Regions from separate parts of the Arachis hypogaea genome. Here region 1 is linked to region 2. A link is a contact called in public Hi-C data. All regions are on one chromosome and are shown on one strand. The core of a region is the stretch at or near the end of the contact, and the rest is flanking DNA. Distances in the headings are between cores, read along the strand shown. Region 1 holds the start of LOC112799680 (probable WRKY transcription factor 29). Region 2 has its middle 37 kb from the start of LOC112801445.

Region 1 (3,517 bases), core at 935-3,434, 100 kb before region 2:
AAGAAAGTACAGTAAAAACGTACAGTAACAATTCGAAGCGCGTTAATACAAAAGACTTGTAAAAACTTATATAAAAAAACGTTTGTACGTGGAAAATTATCCATCAAATTATTAACTAATGATTTATTCATACATATTAATCACTGTTCTGGATGAAGGAATAAAGTTAATAACAAACTATTGTGCCTACTGATCAGGCGGTCTATTGTATACTAGAGACAGTAGCAACTTGCAATATACAACAAGCTCAACCATGGTGCTATTCATTTTCTCCAAAATCCTAAGCAGGAACAACGTCAGTGGAATCCAGTGTGGCTTTTCACATTTCACTGCCCCCCAAATTAGAGACTTTGCAAAAACACAGGTCCATCTAATATATAATATACTAATTAATCTGATCTGAATATATAATATCTGAATATATTGATGATGTTATGTATATGCACTGCATGTATTATTAATTCAGGTGGACTACATACTGGGAAAGAATCCAATGAGTATGTCGTACATGGTTGGATTTGGCAGTAACTACCCAAAGAAATTACACCACAGAGGCTCATCAATCCCTTCAATCAAAGATCAGCAGGGAAAAGTGGGGTGCAGCGATGGTATGTCAAACTATTACAATTCACCAAATCCAAATCCCAATACTCACGTTGGTGCCATTGTTGGAGGCCCTGATTCCAATGACCACTTCGGTGATGAAAGATCTGACTATTCTCACAGCGAACCTACAACCTATATTAATGCTGCTTTCGTCGGTTCCGTCGCTGCTTTGCTTGCTGAATGAACCCACACACCACAGCAACGCTACTTAATATCATCATTGCATGTGTCATCAACTAATAATTCATTATATAAGCTGAGTGATACTACCTAGGTACCCCAGCCACATGTATACATATATGTCATTTGAAATTTAAGTTTCAAATAAACTAGTATTGTACGTTATTGTTTTAATAAGTTATATACAATAAAAATTTGAAATCAAGATGTTATGATCTTAGTTTCTTTATTTTTATCAACTATATCATGAGCTTGTCTACGTTGTTTTCAAGCCCTCATTTCAAATGCATAATATATATAGTTAACATTGTGAAAGATATAATTCAGAAAATTAAATCATACTACTTTAATTGGACCGAAATTTGAACCAAGGATAGATATTTAGTATTTGACGAACAGCGTACAAACTATATATAATATTAATAAAACAATATATAATAAGTTCTCTTGACTTGTTGTATGAAAAGCAAAATTATATATTGATGAAGGCGCACCCATCTAAAGCAAGTAGTTGATTGAAAGCACAATTGGCGCCTCATCTATAGATTGGTTCTCCTCTTCCAGCCTCTTCCTACTACTGTTCCTTGTGCTTGTGAGTTTGTTGGAATAGTAGTGATGGGGTGAGGAGGATGGGTGTGTTCAGCTGTGTAGGTAACTATGAAAACTTGTGGATCGGAATGGCTCCGTTCAACTTGTTTCCTAGCCAAGCATCCTTTGCAGCTGCTACACCTGTAATAGCTCCGCGGATACTCTGATCCTTTTATTGGTTTCTGCCCGTATTTACGCCATGCCCATCCATCACTGTACCCTTCTTCTTCTCTCATCCGCTTCACTACCCGCTTATTCTTCTCTTCATTCTTCTTCCTTCATTTATAATTGTAATTATTACTCACACAATAATTAATTACCATCAACCCTGTATTTTGCTTGATGCAAATAAAACAAATCAATCTTTTGTACTATATATATGTATGTCGTACCTTCTTTTACATTTAGATGGTGTTGGATCTGAAGGTTTGAGATGGAGTACTTTGTTGACTTCAGCGGAGGTAGGGTGGGAACTAGTTGTAGTATCAACAGTAGTAGAAGGATAGAAAGGTTTGTAAAGCTCTTCCAATTCATCATCAACGATGGCAGTAGTGATGGTTTCTGTTTCTGAGAATTGGTGAGACTTGAAGAAACGTTCATCTATTTCTTGTTGAGGACTTAACTGGAAATAGTTAAGATCACCTAGGATGTTGTCGGGTTGATGAGTATTGGTGCATCCTCTCACTATAGCGTGCAAATCCCAGTCCATGAAGCTCATTCATCGAAGAAGAAGAAGCTACAAATACAATATATTAATACAAGGGAGCATGAATGAAACTCACAGTTCACAAGCCAGAAGTTTTGTGCAAGATGACAAACAACGTTTTCGGCCATAACATATTATATTATTAAAAGGACTAAGATAATAAGATTTGTCAAAAATTGTAACCTGTACGTTAGCGTACCTCGTGCTTTGAGCTTTTCTGTTTTTTCCGTTTTGGTGAACTGTTGGCCCTTTGAACAAGTGAAATACAAATACAAACTAGGAGTAATACATGCATACATACAGTACCCTATAGAATAATTGAGTTGACTTACTGTTAAGTCAGAAGGGTGAAAGTCTAATCCTGAAGCCCCTTTTTTCGGCCATTCGGCCAGCCTTCATATCCTATGCTATACCTAACATTTAACTCAATACTATAATAATACACTTGGATGTAGAATCTGATACGAGACAATAATGTTATTCGTGCATTTATATAAGTAGGTATCTATTTTGAGACAATTTATTAAATTCAAAAATGACATAAGTAAACTAAATAAAAATTATAATTTAATCAAATGATTATAAAGTAGATATTTAAATATTATTAAATAAGTAATTAAGTATGCAATAAAATTATGGAAAAGTCTAGGGGACCAGCAGTTTTGTTGGATTTTGGCCAGCATGTAACCAGCAGAGGAAGGTGAACCATTGGATGAAATCTTACACCAATCTCACACCATCAAATCATCATTGATGGCTAGTTGATGGCTAACAATCACAAAAATTGCTGGCCCCTAGCATTGCTCTAAAATTATTATCATTTTAAACTTTACTAGCTCTCGCTTGTGTTGTGTAGGCCGTTTTCCCTCAGTCCCTCACCGATAAAAAAGTCTTTGTTTGTCGCCGTCATATTCATGCCATGCCCCAGAGGATCTTCCTCACCACTCATCTTTTCCTTATTTTTTTCAGCTGATGAAAGGGGATTCAACTTTTTGTTTTTTTGGTGTAAAAGGGGTTCAGCTTTCGCTCTTAATTCTCTGGAGTGTAACCCTTTTTTTTTGTTAAAGCTTATGGGTTAAAGAGCCCAAAAGAGAAGACAGAAATAAAGAACAAAAAAGTAGGCCCAGGACTAAGCCCAATGTACTTTTTCCGTTGGCAACGAAGGAGTATCGTCAAGTCCAAAACAAAGAAAAAGAAGGGGTATCGTGGGCGAAGCTGGGGAATCTGTTAGCTACTGCCTACCGATTGCTCGGGTGTATTTGTACACAAATTTATCTGTAGTTAATTTTAGTGTATAAATAATATTTTTGATTTTATTAGTTTTTTGGTAAAATAGTTTTTTTGTTCATTTGGAAATACTGGAAATTCACACCCACAAAAAAACATTAAATTGTGTATTAGTCATTTAAATATTTCTTCCATTTATCAATTTTTGTT
Region 2 (3,376 bases), core at 815-3,314:
TTTAAAATTAAAAAATTCTTTTTTTCTTCCTATAATTATATTTTTAAATATTAAATGTATAAAAAGATTAGTTTTTTTATTATTATTCTTTTGACATGTGCCCTAAAATAACTAAGGTGAGTTCTATGGTGTCTTTGTTATAGTGTCTAAATTGTCTAATTTATCTTTTAAAGTAAAAAATAAAATATTTAAAATAAAAAATAAATCATATAAAATTTATTAAATATTATTTATTTACCTTCTTAGTAACTTAGGTACAATGTGATAGGTATCATAAGAAATATATTTTTTTTATTGAAAAAAATTGGATGATTTCAAATATTTAATCTAATCATTCATTGTTCTCTCTCATATTTATTTTTGATCTCACTTATAAAATTAAAAATAAAAGATCATATTTTATTCTTTTAAATATTAAAAAATAAAAAAAATCATTTCTACGTAGCAATCACCAATAACTAAATCCTAATAAAATATCTAAGATTGTAGGTGTTGTAGCTTGGCCTTGTAAGTTGTAGTTGGAGACAGATTAGATTGGTAGTATTTGATAGTCGTGCCCTTCTGTTACTATGTAGGGAGGGGAATGAAAACTAGAAAACTCCATGTTAGGGAAACGCCGCTTTCATTCTTCATCTATGAACTATGAAGCACAACACATTTTTTAACATATTTAAACAATTTAAATATTATCACGTATCAACATATTTATGTTTAATCTTATTTTTAATATATATTTTTAAAATAAATTTAAAAATAATATATATTATTATTTATTAAAATATTATTATAATTTATTAAAAAAATACTTTATATTTAATATATATATCATATTTCTATATTTTATAAAATTTTAAAATTTATATATTTATATGTCCCATATTATATCGTATCCTATATTCGTATCAGTATCGATAGATAATAATTCATTATACAACCATCGCTAATAAAAATAGTAATTTAGGTGTTTTATTTTTGGTCGATGTAATTTAGGCGTTTAGTTAGTGGGATATCCTGCCACTTTTGGAAATTATTAATATTCCACATCAAGATTTAAGCTTGTTCACTTCAGCTTGTTCGTTAGGTTTAACTAGCTAGTGTGCAACATGATCCTTTATCATAAGGTTGTTTGCAAGTTGTTGTTTTGTAAGCTCGACTTCTTTGTAAGTTCGACTATATTACGTGCACATCAAATCAGCCATTAAAATTAATTATTGGTATAAAATATATATTAAAATATAAATACACATTGAAAATAAATTAAACCATACATATATTTATACATAAATACATTAATGACTAATTTTAATATCTAATTTTAATATACAAATAATATTTTTGTGAATTTTTAAACTCTCTTCTCATTAGTCACAAAAAAAAAAAAAAACTCTCTTCTCATTTTATGATTGAGAATTTTAACTAGCGATAAAAAAGGGAAAAAAAAAACCTAGACCAACCACGCAGGCTATGGGCCATATAATCTCCATCAGCTTGCAAGAGCTGTAAAATGTCAATATGACGAATACCTGAAAAAGGAGTAAGAGTATATAATTTTATTAAAACAAGAGTAGCTAGTAATATAAGTTAGGATTTATGGTTTAAAATATGCTCTTGTATTATTTTTTTCAGCATGATTAGAATTGTGTGGTTTCAATATGGTAATAAGCTATTTACAATATAGTAACTTATGCACGTCAAAACTTCTTTTAATAAATGTTGGGTTTAATAAATTGTTTGTTAGCTATTAAGTAATATATATAGAGCCAAAAGCATTAAATGTTTGGACGCTTTTAACTTTTACACAAATGCAATAGATTTTTCTATTAGGGTGAAAAACTAAGATGATAAGAAAAATCATAAATCCAATTAATAAATCACCAAAATAAATCCGACTTATGCCACATTTTATTGTCATGAACAAATGGAAAACATGCTTATCAAGTAATTGCTTATTTTGACTTTTTTTTGGGTCTAGCTGATTTTGTTTTCTTAAACTTGTACTTTATAGAACAGAATGGGCTTCAATCACCATGACAGTCCAATCCAAATTATAAGAACCCAAAGAAACAGGGGCAAACGACAATTTAGGCTTCAATTTTGGGTGAGTGGCTAAATATATTGTGATACCTAAGATGGAGGTTGTCCAATCCACTTGATCAAAAAAAAAAAAAAGTTGTATTTGAATTTAAACTTTAGGGGTGATCAAGTAGTAGATAAAACCTTTGAGTGTGTGATGCTACACAATATACACCCACACACTCCTCACATACTTATCAATTTTTTTTTCTTGGTTGCAGCTAGTAGGACTTGAATTTGAGACCTTTGAGATGAGAATGAGACGGAATGCCGTGTGAGCTATGGCTCATTGGCGGATCCAGGTTTCATTTGCCCCGTAATTTACTAGTAACTCAGTGCAGTATGTTTTCCTTGTTTGGGTTAGTCCCTCACTTCTACCAAAAAAATAAGAAAGAGCAGCATTCAGAGGTGCGATACGGACCTGTAAATTTTATTTGGGCTTTCAATGTACACCTGATACTAACCCCATTTATATTTGGGCTGGGCATCAAATTATATATTACTCCAATTCAAAAAAGGAAAGGAATCTATCTACATTATTGTACTCCTAGAAACTTGACCAAACTTATGCATACTGGCGACAATATTTTAGACAGTTGTATTTGTATGATATTTGTTTTCTACAATATATTTGTAAATTGTAAGATAGCAACATTCTCCATGTGGCTAGTTAGAACTGTAACACGTCGTATCTTTCTTTAAAGTTGCTGCACCTCAAATTAATTATTATTTCTCCAATACCATATGCGATGTATGCCATGCCATGACCATTTCCTTTTGACAATCAAATATACATAACATGTGATTCAGATAATATGAATATGCTATGTATCTTTTGTCTTTCAAACCAACCCACTAAAAGTATTTATGTCAACGTTAATACGCGAATTATGAGTACAGCGAGTTGCCACATGACTTTATCAACCATGAAACTGGGGTCAAGTCGCATATAATTAAGATTTAGTTGCCTATTGGCTAATTGTAGCATTCATTAATAAAATAAAATAACTAAAATAGATATATTTAATACGGTAATATTAGATTAACTAAAAAAATTAAAATTTATTTTATTTAATTTTTTATTATTATAATAATTAATAAATAATAAATAAGATAAATTTTCACTATTTACTAAATCTGCTTCTTTATCCCCTCTCTGTGCTTCTGTTTTAGCTACCTATGACATTAATATACGTAGTGCTCAAGTGTGCCCAAAAAAGTTAATATACGTACAGTACTTTAAATTCCTCCAACTACTCTTTTACATGCAAGGTTCACTGTCAGCTACAAATTAAACTGCCAT

The links. A called contact is a pair of places that touch in the nucleus more often than the background predicts.
Region 1: a contact with region 2 is called in a Hi-C map of leaf, with 2.7 times the contacts expected there. The contact joins the promoter of LOC112799680 here to the enhancer-like site in region 2. A contact is called at or near these places in 4 of 8 Hi-C or Micro-C datasets (leaf and an unstated tissue).

The regions. Positions count from the first base shown.
Region 1 is chr5:41,464,341-41,467,857 of arahy.Tifrunner.gnm2.J5K5, reverse strand. It overlaps LOC112799680 (probable WRKY transcription factor 29), which reads right to left and starts at 2,184. Exons shown (of 2, transcript XM_025841738.3): 1 at 1,767-2,184; 2 at 1,008-1,650. The coding sequence starts at 2,092. The coding sequence ends at 1,326. LOC112801448 (endoglucanase) reads left to right here. Exons shown (of 7, transcript XM_025844169.3): 6 at 198-364; 7 at 467-993. The coding sequence ends at 790.
Region 2 is chr5:41,363,174-41,366,549 of arahy.Tifrunner.gnm2.J5K5, reverse strand. No RefSeq gene overlaps it. Among protein-coding and RNA genes, the nearest start is that of LOC112801445, 37 kb to the right of the region's middle. Within about 2 kb of position 2,064, at least 3 of the 3 cell types and tissues checked have open chromatin away from gene starts, as enhancers often do.